Linked DNA regions of Anser cygnoides: region 2 is linked to region 1. Evidence: chromatin contacts called from public Hi-C data. All regions are on one chromosome and are shown on one strand. Each heading gives the region's core, a stretch centred on a gene start, on an enhancer-like site or on the middle of the called end of the contact. The rest is flanking DNA. Distances are from core to core; before and after follow the strand shown.

Evidence for each region. A called contact is a pair of places that touch in the nucleus more often than the background predicts.
Region 2: a Hi-C map of liver shows a contact between it and region 1, with 1.9 times the contacts expected there. The contact joins two enhancer-like sites. A contact is called at or near these places in 2 of 7 Hi-C or Micro-C datasets (both in liver).

The regions. Positions count from the first base shown.
Region 1 is chr5:20,591,501-20,597,704 of Taihu_goose_T2T_genome, forward strand. RASSF7 (Ras association domain family member 7) reads right to left here. Exons shown (of 7, transcript XM_066997356.1): 2 at 1,224-1,377; 3 at 1-307. The coding sequence starts at 1,326. Among named protein-coding and RNA genes, the nearest start is that of RASSF7, 12 kb to the right of the region's middle. Within about 2 kb of position 2,336, at least 1 of the 3 cell types and tissues checked has open chromatin away from gene starts, as enhancers often do. A contact at or near this core is called in liver, where this site is marked.
Region 2 is chr5:20,981,000-20,987,203 of Taihu_goose_T2T_genome, forward strand. The region is part of intron 1 of LOC125182190 (a long non-coding RNA gene); the gene reads left to right. Among named protein-coding and RNA genes, the nearest start is that of EGLN3, 19 kb to the right of the region's middle. Within about 2 kb of position 3,587, at least 2 of the 3 cell types and tissues checked have open chromatin away from gene starts, as enhancers often do. A contact at or near this core is called in liver, where this site is marked.

The sequences.
Region 1 (6,204 bases), core at 1,086-3,585:
CCGGAGCCCATGGGACCCAAGTTGAAGGTCATCGATTTCTTGGGCTCCCGGGGCCGGGGCGCCTCAGTGCTCACGGTACGGGGCTTGATGGGCAGGCTGGCCCGGATGAAAGTCCTCTCGGGAGCCTGGGGAGCGCCCTCCGAGGAGGGCCGCTCGGCCACGCTGGGGCCCGTCCGCCGCAGGATGAACTGCACGTCGTTGGCATACTGCCCGCACTTGGCCAGCGACTCCAAGGGGCACTCGAGCGGGAGGAGCTGCCGCTCCTTCTCCCGGAGCTTCTGCACCAGGACGTAGCGCCCCGTCTGACCTGAGGGCAGGACACAAGCACGTCACCCGGGGGGGAAGCCGCGGCCGGTGACGTCCCCGCTGCCCCAGAGCTGGACCCTGCCCCCAGGAGGTTCCCTCTCCCCAGGAAGCACCCAGAGGTGCCCCTACCCACCAAGGATGGGGCATTTTTGTTTTGCTCTGGACACCAAAACGAGCGAGAGCATTGGGGGGAGGATGGTGCCGGGGAAGTGGGGCGCACCCCGAAACCCGCACAAATTCATTTTCCTCCCTTTCCCCTTCCAAATCTTCCCACCGAATCTCCCACCCATCACCCAAATCTTCCACCCATCTCCCCAGGGACACCCAACAGCAGGAGCAGCTCGCCGCAGAGAGGACGGCACGAGTCATCCCCCCGTTAACGGGGTCCCGTGCTGCCCCTCTTTGTAGGATGGGGCATCTCTCTGCAAAGCTCAGCGCCTCCGCGGTCGAGTTTTGCGTGTGAAAAAGCTGAGGACACCAACTGGAGCTGCCCTGCTGTTCCCTCAGCCTGGAAGAACGCACGCCCTGGAGAGCGGAGGTGGAGGAGACATCAGCCTGCTGTTCTTTTTGGAAGGCGTGCAAGAGAAATCGGAGATACGAGGGCTTTGATCTACAGGGCTCGATCTCAAACCTGGCACAGAGGGGAAACGTCGCAGCGCAAAGCCTGCGCGCTAATAGGATCGCAGCGTTTTGAAACTGAGCCACTAGAAGGCAGGATTGACCACAGGCGAGAGCACGGCAGGCACCGGCATCCAGGCACCCTGTCCACGCCGCTTGCAAGCTATTTATTTTGGCCATCTCCCCAGCAAGCCTCTGTGAGGAGGGATATAAACACACGGCCGTGCCAAACGGAGGGCAAGGAGTTTGGTCGGGTCTTGAGAGCTCCGCTTTAGCTCGCTCAGGTGTGCGCCGCTCACCTATGGCCCGCGCCAAAGCGATGACCACCTCCTGGCAGGTGGTTTGCTCCGAGACGCCGCAGACCACCCGCTGGATGCCGTCCACCCACACCTTCAGCTCCATCCCCGCGGCTGCCGGGCCTCAGGCACGCTGGGGCATCGCGGGACGCGGTCCCTGCGGGAGAGAAGACACGAGGAGTCAGTCCTGAGCCTCTTCTAGGGGCGATGCTTTAACAGCCGCGCTTTTAGGTCTGCCGGGCGCCTGGAACATCAGCCCCCACCCACGAGGTGCAGCCGGAGCCAGACGCTTGCTGCTGCTCGCAGATCAGATTTATGGTGTTATTGCTAAAATACCGGCGTTCACCCGCAATAAAACCCTTCTGTCTCACCAAAAACCCCGTGCACAGCTCAGGTCTGGGCAGCGGGTCCAAGTCCTCCCCAGGTGAGAAGCACTGAGGTTTGCCCGTGTGCATGGTAGGCCTGGGCAGCCAGGAAACACCCTGCCTACTTCTGCTGAGAGCGCAGCCTTTTAATGGATTTGTTGGACTTTCGCTGCTATTTCCCTAACAATTTGGCAGTGCGGCACTGGGGATTTTCCAAACAATATCTAAAAGGCAGAGAAGCCTCCGGCCGCCCTCCCGCCCACCCTTCCCAGCTGTGCAAAGGGAAATTGAGAGGTGTAGATGGCGCACGTTGTGCTCTATTTGCCTTCCCCTCTGTTAATCTGAGAGGGATTAAGAAATGGGAAAAATTAACTGCAGCAAAATCTCACTTAGCACTCCTGCCTCTTCCAGCAGCCAAACGACCACAAGTCTTAACAAATGAAATTAAATCGACGTAATCTGCAAAGAACTCAGATATCTGGGTTTATTCTGGTTGTAAACACTCTCAAAATGTTTTTTCCTCCTATGTTTTTTTGTGGAGCCTTCAAGCATCAAGCCTGTCTGAGGGACCTGGGCAGAGGAAGGTACAAAGGGTCCCAAACTGCTTTCCAAACCTAGCCCAGCTCCCAGTTCCCCCCGTTCCCCAAAGTTTGGGGACACGCCACGACCGCTGCCGTCGCCCCAGGGGTGCCTGCAAGGAGCAGGCTGAAGGAGGAGCAGGTGTCAGCGCAGGGAGAAAAGATTTAACTTGAGTTAAACACCTTTTTATTTTTTTATTTTTGCCTCCTTGAGGAATCAAAGCAAGGGCTCAAAGGCTCCCACCCTGAGCAACACAAGGCTTTAGCCGTGACACAAGGCAAAGGAGAAGCCTAGGAAAGGAAACAGTCCCACGGTGCTGTTCCCACCAGGAGACCTGACGGTGCTGGGGCAGAACGACTTGTTGGAGAACAAGCCCGAAAGCCAAATCCATCCCCCGGGGAGCACTTGGGAGCAGCTGATCCAACACCAGCCTCCCCATCACCCGCAGCAGCGTTATCGATCCCTCACTTCCAGATTTACCCGCGGAGCGCGGCGGGGACCGAGGGCAGCGGGTGCGGAGCAGCCGCCACGGGCACGATTATTTGACTCGGCAGCGCCGAGGGGGAAAACCAGCAGCAGCGAAGGAGCTCGGGCTCTGCCCATTTCTCCCACCAACGTTCCCTAAATGCTGTATTGGCGAGGTGGAGACCAGTCTCATTTCAGAGCATGGTTCTGCCCCGCTGCGTGGCCGCAAACTCCCAGTGAAACCGGCGCCCGCCCCCGCCATGGAGCAAAGTTCAGCGTCGCTGCCGAGCTCGGGCACCACCCGGCTGGGTTTTGCCACCCCAAAGCCACCATCGTGCCGGGACACAGGACCCCAGCGCCGGCACCGGGTGGCAGGGTGTCCTGGAAAGCGACGTGCCAACTACTGGCACCGCCAGCGCCAAAACCGCCCGTGGAGCCGGGCTTTTCCCCACCCCGTCCTACCCCACAGCCCCGGCGGAGGCCAGGAGTGGGTGGTTTGAAAATAAATAAAAGCAGCCGGCTGTGTTATGAGAAAAGCAACGGCCTCACCTCTCCTCGCACGAAACGACGGCGGCCGCCGAGACGAGGGGTGACGAGCGATGGTCGGTCCGGGAGCGGGACGCCGCGGGTCCCGCGTGGGCGAGAGGCTCCCGTTTGGGTGCAGAGCCAGCCTCTGGCAATCATTTACCAGCGTCCGGCCCACGGCAAGTGGCACGTAACCGAAAGGCAGGGAGCGGCAGCAGGCGTTTTTCCTCCTCTTACGGAGGAGTTTCGGCTTTGAGCTGCCCGTGGCGACACAGGGGCTCAGGTATGAATGAGCTCAGCCCCGGTGTCGCATCGCTGCTGGAGGGAGAACCGAAGGAGGAGAGCGTTTTGTACCAAAAACACAACACCAGCTGCTAGCAAACCGTGCGGTGCCGGGGAAGTGCCCGTGCGTAATGCGGCTCTGAAGCTTATCTCGTGGAAATCTCTTAGAGGCTACTTGGGAAAGCGACCCCTTGAGTCTCCCCCGGCAGCAATGCAGGGAGCAGTGTACATCCAGGGAGAAACAAGCTCACTGTCGGCTCTCAGGGACAGCGATTTCTCAGCTCTCCCAGACCACGCTCACCCTTCCTGGCTTCTCCAAACCCTTTGCATCAGCACCGCCAACATGCTGCAACCCTGACCAGCCCCTTGGCCTCTCCTCTCCCTGAAAGTTCACTCCAGACTTGGGAAAAATAAATAAATAAAATTGTTTCCATAAGGATGCACAGGACATTATCTGCTCTTTCACTGCAGCGTTATCTTTGCTCCTGTAAAAGCTTTCAAAAACACAAACCTCCACCTCATCCCAAAGCATCGCCTCCTTTGTAGCCGCTGCTGTTAAATTCCTCGTACAAAGTTATTTGCCTTTTCTTAGCTGTAAAAGTTTTTTCCCTTACTGCCAAAAGAACGTGCGCGTATAGCGATTAGAAGGCCATTCCTCCATGTTTTCCTCCTTTATCTTTCCATCTTCTGATTTTTTTTTGGAAAACTGATCTAAGTAAGGAATGCTGCACGCGGCTTGCTCTGGGTATCGAAGCCCTTCTGCGCACCTAAAGTTAGCCGGTTAGAACCGCTGCTCCCCGGGGGGAGGCCGCCTTCCAGCTGCCCCCGGTTGCGCTCGCAGTGCTGCCGCCATCCGAAGCCGCTTTGATCACGAACCAAAGCGCAGGCAGCTGTAGGGCCTCGCCGGCCACCCCAAAAAAGCACAGGGAAACAAGCAGGTGGCTGCTGCGCCGGTGCGAGGACGCGTGACAGCCGCTCCCACAAGCTGCTCTTATGTTTTACCCCCCCCCCCCGTGTATTTCTAAGTCATTTTTATTGGAAGCAGATTAACGAAGTGACTAATTTTCTGCTCCCTTCCCATGTGATCGGTCCTAAATTGATGGTATGGATGATTCACACAACTTCTTCGACAAATTTCCTAACTGGGAGTTGGAATTTCAAATGCTGGCACTGAAAAAAAAATATAAATTAACACTCCCAGATCTTACAGCTTTATTTTTTGCTGCATCTTAGTCTAAATTGGAAAAAAAAAAAAACAAGCTCAAAAAAAAAATGTTCAGACTCGATTTGAACAAAGCTGCAACCTCACATAAATCAAGGCTGCTTTTAAAGCTCAGGGTTTGAAGCCAGCTTTGGGTTACCTTGATTAAAAGAGGGAGCAATCAGTCCTCCTGCTAATCGAGGTGTTTCGCAGCAACCGGCTCGACACAGCTCTGCAGCAGAGGCAACAACCAAATTTTAAGCCTCACCCTTCAGCCGGCCAAGCTTGCTCCTCGGAGCTGGCAGTGGCAAGGCCGAATTTGGGCAATCGGGAGGGAGATGGGCAGGCGTGGTGGCTGCAGGTGCTCCGAGCCCCGGCCAAGAGCAGGACCTGCTACAGCAGCAGGAGGTGGAGGGGTTATTTCTGCAGGTGAGAGGATGCACGCTTTGCATAGCTGGGTTTGGTGCCCTGCAGACGAGCAGGGCATGTCCCAGCCGGCTCATAAACACCCCACGGGTGCCTGCAAGAGCCTCGTGACCTGAAACATCATGCGGCCAGCCAAGAAAATCAGCTGGCTGCCCCGATTACAGAAGCACGTACCTCCACCGATTTGCAGGGATCCATCCTGTCCCCGGCAGGGGCTCCCAGAAGCTGACCCAGCACCTTCTGGCCAAGGCTTCCAAGTTCATTTCAAATGCAAGCACCTTTCTCCCTTAATTTTTCACCCGTAAGAAAAAAATGTCTGCTTAGAAAATACCAGTTTTGCAGCCAGCAGCTGCTTTTGGCATCCCAAATGCCTTCCCCAGGCACCACGTGGTTTCCTAAGAGGACACAACACCTCTGTCCTGCAGGCTGAGCCCCTCCAGGCTCCGGGGAGAGCCTCCTGCAGACACCCCCAGTTCACTGTACTGGCACGGAGGGAAGGACCGGGAGGGGACCTCAACACCTCGGTGGTGCTGAGCACCCAGGGACACGTTATCCCGCACCGCCAAGATCTGGGCCACACGCTTTTAAGCGGTTCTCTACAGAGGAAACAAAGCTGAATCACCTTTGAACACAGCAGCCAGTGTGTTTTCTAGCAGAGCTTTTCTTTGGAGATCGGGTTCTTTTGTTTTGGATCTCTTCTTGCCATTCCCAAAACAGGACTCGGCCAGCTTTAAAGAGGTGGTTAAAGGTGCTCAGCGCCTCCCAGAGACCAGGGGACTGGTGCGGGGCTAGGGCTGGGCTGGCAGGAAAGCGCCAGCGCGGGCAGAACTTCTGGGCAACTCTCATTACGACTTCAAATGGCCAGCAGACCAGCATTTCACCTTTGCCCAGTTTACAGGTCAGGGTTTTGGCTGGGGATAGGGAGCGGTGCTGGCACCCGGAAAACACCAGCGCAGGTTCCCAGTCCCTCTCCAGGGTCTCACGTCGCTTTACCGACCGACAAACTGAAACGTGGGCAGCAGGGAGAAACCCCATCAGCAAGTCCCGCTTTGAGAAGTCCCTCCAGAGCAGGAGGAGGTCTGCAGAGAGCCCATCGGCCAGGCTTTGAAATCCCTGTCTGCACCACGGTTGCCACAGGAGT
Region 2 (6,204 bases), core at 2,337-4,836, 390 kb after region 1:
TGTGCTGGCCATGCTCGTACACAGGACAAACTTGGTTTGTGTTTACTTCAGCTTTTACTTAAGTGGAAGTGGTGAGAGGCAGCTCCTCTAAGTTGGTGCAATGCGAGTCAGAGATGCGGGAGGTGATATTTCATTACCAAGCATGCTGCTTGAACCTCCCCTTCCCACCTCTGCCAAGAAAAGCTACAAGCTGGGTGCAAACACCTGCAGGCAAGAGCTGGGTGGGGAAGAGCTAGGTAGGTTGTACTGACCGAGCTGACAACAGGGTACTGAGGTGAGAGTCTGGAAGCCTTGGGCTCCAGTTCCAGGTCAAGGAGAGATCTCCTGTGGGAGCTCAGGCGAAACACTAAGTCTGTGCCATGAAAATAGACATCACAGTCCTTGCTGGATTTGTTGTTGTTTTTGTTTTGACCTCATTGTTGTTGTCTTTGTTATTTTAATAAAAGCTTGGGGTGTATTTGGATATAAAGGGCTTTGTGAGAATGAAGAATATTTTGGAGGCTGGGGCTGGGCAACATTTTTTTGATTTTTTTCTAGTCCCCTCAGTTGGGCAACTGAATCTTATTTTGACTGGAAGACAGGGGGAGGGTGGAAACAAGAATCAATGTGTTAAGCCACTAGTCACCAACGGCTGGAGGACAAATATTGACAAGTGCAAAGGTTTGGTGGTCTTGCTTTTCTGCGTGAGTATCAGCAATCTATCCCACAAAACTTGTCTGTACTTCCAGGAGGCCTGACCGTGGAAAACAAAACTACTGCAGTGTAATAGTGAGGAAAATGTTTAGACGTGGGTAGCACAGCTTCCACTGAACCTACATTACCCAATGTCTGATTGTGCAGACTTTTGCCTTGCAACACATGTATCATAAACATTCTGGTTCTAAAATGAGCGGCTTGCTTCCCTACATCATGCTTCCTCATAAGGACAGTCTCCTAAGTTCACATCTGATTGTTTGATTGTGGTACTCTGATCCCCATTTTTGCTTAAAAAACATCATATGCTCTGAGGGACGTCCCCAAGGAAGAATGCTCTGAATATGTTGTTCACATGCTAGGAATAGAATCGCTGTGGGAACTGAAGCACCCTGCAGTGAGATCTGTGAAATTGATGGTCAGTGGGCTCTAAACAGGGATCTGTAAGCAGAGGGGTAGACACTAGTCGCAAAAATCTTTGAGACACTAGTCTCAAAAATCTATGTCTAAAAGTCTATGTATAAAAAAAATAAAAATTAAAAACTTTCCACTCTTGCTAAGCCTGGCTAAGCTCCATCAGCTTGCAACACTGAGTCATTATATAGGATGAGTCACTGGATTCTGTGGGCAGTTTCAGATCCTTATTGATGAGACCTGCTCTGAGAAAGGCCAGAAGGTCTGGTGTTGGAGATGCCTGCAAGCTGGGAGACAGGTGCAGCCAAGGGAAGAAGTGTAATCTTGGTCCATCACGCTGTATACCTTCAGCCAAACTGCATGCTCATTGTCTCTTCTGCCCTCTCATTCCAAAGCTGAGCATCCTCGGCAAATATATCGTGTTCCTTTCTGAAAATGACAAATCCCTCTCTGCACAAAACTGTTTTCACCAGACTCCAAAACTCCCTGGAAGCACTGCTTTAGTCTCCCTTCCTAAGAGCAGTACTGCCGCAACATATATATACACTACCTGTACATAGCTGCAGAATAAGGAGGAACAGCATTAATTAAGACTTCAACAGTTCTGTTCCCAACCCAACTGTTAAAAATATGTCCGGAAAGTTCCAATGTCTTTTGGTTTTAGCCTTTTCTGGAAGCCATGCTACATGTGCTTAGCTGGGCAGATAGTTCCTCGGTGTTTCCATCTTCCTGGGCTGAAACTTCGAAATCCATGATGTGGCCAGATTCCCTGGTTGCTTTTACTTTGGCAATATGCATTTGTTACAGATGGTTTACCTAGCTGTTTTAGGAAGTCTTTTTAGGATTGTTATACATAACTCCTTTGGGTCCTTAAAATCTAAGGAGAGTTTTTAGTTTCAGCTAAACTTTTCTAAATTGTCTAAAACCACCATCCTTAGAAACAATCCCAATGACATGAATTGATCTCCTCTGAGTAATGGAGGCTTTAGCTTGTTCTTGTGCAAGTTGTATGTTAGATTCTCATTAGCAGAAACACACAATAATCGGTACTTCCATTCCTCAGTAGGCCTCCTGTGCTTTACTGTGTTTCGATCCATAAAGTTAATTCACTCCACTTAATTTCTTTTGCCAAAAAATGTCTTCTTCAATCAGCTGTGTTACACCATGAGTTACCTATCAGCTCTACAATAAATGTGTACTTAAGGGTCATGATCTGCCTCTAGGAACGGTGCAATGACTCTTATGCTTATGACCTTCCCTTGTGAAAGTAGTCACATTAATGTAAATGGGAATGTTGCCTGAAGAGGAGCTGAAAAAACTGAGTGAAGGGTCAGGATCTGGCTGGTGTGATGATTCATATGCATTGGGTCCTACATATACATCCATTCCAGCTGTACCACTGGAATTTAGGACATCGTCTCAATCACTTTCTAATGGTGAAGAGTGCAAGACATGCTCCTCTGCATGTCCTTGTACTAACAGGCAGTTAGATATATGCCTGCCATCTGTGAATATGCCTGGAAATATTTTTTAGTATGACACTACTAAAGTGTCATACTAAAGATTTTGTCATAAGTCTCAGCTAATAATTAAAGAGTCATTATAGTTATCTCAGGTTCTACGAGAACCACAGTATTCTGCATAGAAAAATGTTTCAGTTTAGTGTTGGGGTACTGAGAGTCATCTGTTTCCAGTACATCATCAAGAACATTTTCTTTCAGCCTACTATGCTGCGCTACCCTGGGATTTATAATAAGGCATATCAAGGGGCACCGTCCTGAGGCAGTAATGGACTACAGTTTCTAATTTTTGCCTGGGACTTACATCAGGAAATTAGTATCTCAGTGGCTGAATATCTCTAAGTTTATTTTTGTGTAATGTAAATTGTATCCTACTTCTGATTCTTAACCCCACCATTGTTATGAGGCATGTTTTATAGAGAGGAAGGTCATACAAGTTCTGACAAAGCAGCTACGATGCTTTGCTTTATTTGCAGGCATTAGGGTTAGTGTGGTTTATTTTCTTCTTATGATGCAGTGGGATGAAGCTTATCATTTCTAATGGGTTGAAAGGTCTTGTGTATTTAGAGCACTTGGAATATGTCATTGCACGTCAGATCTGTGCCCTTTCTGGTTATTTTAAATCTGTTCCAAACCATCAGGTTCCTCTTCTTGGGATTACCCTAGTTAGGGTTTACTGTTGATTATATTGTGTAAACACATTGCACCAGATAACTCCCATTCAGAGAGGGGGAAAAAAAAACTCTCGAAGGTTTTAAATTGTAGAATTTGTTAATGCTGTTTTGTCAGAAAAAGCACAAAGACAAAAGGTTTCTGGGGCAATGAGCTGGGGTTATTACTGAGATCCAGTGCAGCAGCTGATAGGGCAATATGCTCATTGGCTGGTGTTCCCCTTCTGAAGAGAAGCTGGGAATATTTTTCTAACTCATCCATTATTGTGAAGGGAGGCACCGTTTTGAGGATGAAATCCAAAACTTGATAGCAAAATTCCTGCTCAGTGAAATATTTTTTTCTCCCATGCATATTTTGCTGTAGATAACTTCTGTATAGTTACACACAAGTTCCTGCAAAAGATACGTGCCTTTCCATGGAAACTTTAAAGATACAGGACAGTATGAAGATGAATGCTGCAGGAAAAACAACGAAGTCCCACATATGAATAAGTAATGTATTCCTAGAACACAGACCACCAACTTTGAGATCACTTCATTATCCAAGCCACATTCTCCCAGTGGAATTCCTGCTGAGCAAAAGGATTTTCAAGGAAAGCTCTTTGCAGCCTCAACAAACTTCATCATTTTAGAAATGACACTTGTGTCTGAGTGCTTTCCAAATGAAAGGAAACAGAAAAAAAAAGTCTCAAGACGTTTTGCTTACCTGGTGCATTATAGTTAATTTTGCCCTTTTTCCTGCATTTTAGTTGGGCAATCAGTTTCTTGGGAAGTTTTGTGGGTTTTACAAAATGTGAAATCATGTGTTGCTATTTATAACTGCCCTGGGTTGTGAAAGCAGATGATTTATCACAGAGCACAGAGGCTGATGTAAACTGTTTGCAGACAATAGTGTTGGGTAGAGGGATAGTGGAAATGTCCTTTCTACTGCAACGTGTAGATTTTCAGACCTGCAGAAGATGCAGAGTGTTGTGAAAGGACACAGCAAAAGCATGAAATGAAAAGAGCTGTGTGTGTAATGGACGCTATGAGTCACATCACCTGTTAGCAGTTACAGCACCTGTAAGTAGATCAGATCTTGAAGCTGAGGTAAATGGCCACCAGTGGATATTGTGTGGGCATCGGTCAGGTGTCAACAGCTAGGGAGAACTCAGATCTGCTTAGCTGTGGTTTAGCTGTTTGGCTCTGCCCTGCAGCAGGGGGAGGCAATGGGTGACCTCCTGAGGTCCTTTCCTGCTCTTATTACTCTAATTCCAAAAGCTAAATGTAAATAGCCCGTGTTAAACCAAAAAAGCCATCAGGTGAAAGATGATGGCTCAGACAAAACCACTCGTAGCTCAAATGCTTGCTTTTGTTAGTGTAACCACAACAAAGCTGAAATAAAATCAATGGTGCATAGAAACATTTATGAAGGAAAACCTCAGTCTCACAATTATTTCTTGTATTAGTGAAAGATAATGGAATAAATGTGGAAATGGATGTACTTACATGGGAGAGAGAAAATAAAAAGATACTTAAGTGAAATACTGCCATTTTGTCAGTTTGGCTAATTGCCATACCAGTATGAACACGGACTATAAAAGCAGCACTGGCAATTCCTTCATTGCTTGGGTGCTTGAGCTCTATGAAGTAAGTATGTCATGGCGTAGTTATTACCTATTACTGCTTATGTATCATTGGGGAAAGCAGCAGTCACATTGAACTAAAATGGGAGTAGAAGCACTGGCCACTATAATGTCCATACAAAGTAATGGTGTATGACATAGCAAGTAATTCTAGTCGTTTGATAACCTTCATGAGTCAATAAACATTCAGGTGACAGGCACCCAGCAATATGCCCCATAACATACCCTACAAAGAATGAACAACACAGCAAATATAGCTGCAAAATAAGGTGTCTTATGATATGAGGCACACTTCTAATGCTGAAGAGGGCTTGACTGGACTAGTACCTGCATGGAAAAATCCAGAAATGTTCCTGTATATCAGGATATTTGACAAATCTGCATCAAGCGTGGTGGCTGAACAGTATTTATCCCCCTGTATGGATGCTCTTACTCGGAATGAAAGTGGCTTTAACATCATTTCTTCCCTTAGGGCTAGATTCAAACAGGGATTTAGAAGTGTATAGCTAGAGTTATTTCAAGACCAGTGTCTCAAGTGTAAGGAGCATTACCTGCTAGACAGTGATATCTTTCACTTGACAAGTAAGACTGAAAATATTTGGACTCTTTACAATTTGAGTCATTTGTTTTACAAGTGTTCGCACTTGCCCAGGCTAGATTCCAAGCAGTAGTAAGAGTGGATTTAAGGAAGGGGATTTGGAAGACGAGACATGTCCTCTTGCAAAGACTCTTGATAACCTGAATTTAATTCTCTGCTTAAACTTAGCTTTTCTTTGTCACCTTGGCATGTCAGAGTTTCTCTCTTCTTTCTTTGAGTGACTGGAGGATTGGGAATAACTGCATTTTTCAGAGAGCAATCCTATGAAGGCATCTTCAAGATCGTCAGGTATCTATATGGGGGGGGAGGGGGTAGGGGGGCAGAAATAAGGACCTGAAAGAGCTGAGAGCCTGGGCTCTGTGAACGATGTTGCACAGAGATGATAGTGGAAGTGGAAAGTTAAAAAGAAAAAGAAAAAAAAAAAAGAACCATGGGGCTAGACAAGTATATGAACTACGTTAGGGACAGAGAGAAAAAGTCTGTGGAGGAGAAGAGACTACAGAAGCTGACAGGTGGCTGCTTGAGTTTGTAAATGATAGTAGAGTTCTTCCAGTGAGCATGCTGGATCTGTCTCTCCCTGTGCCTTTTATAGCTCTGGAACTAATTTTACAGATTAACTATAGTGTTTGTCAACTCCGTGTATCTGGCACTGAATTTGTAAATCCATCCTTTCTATTTCAGTC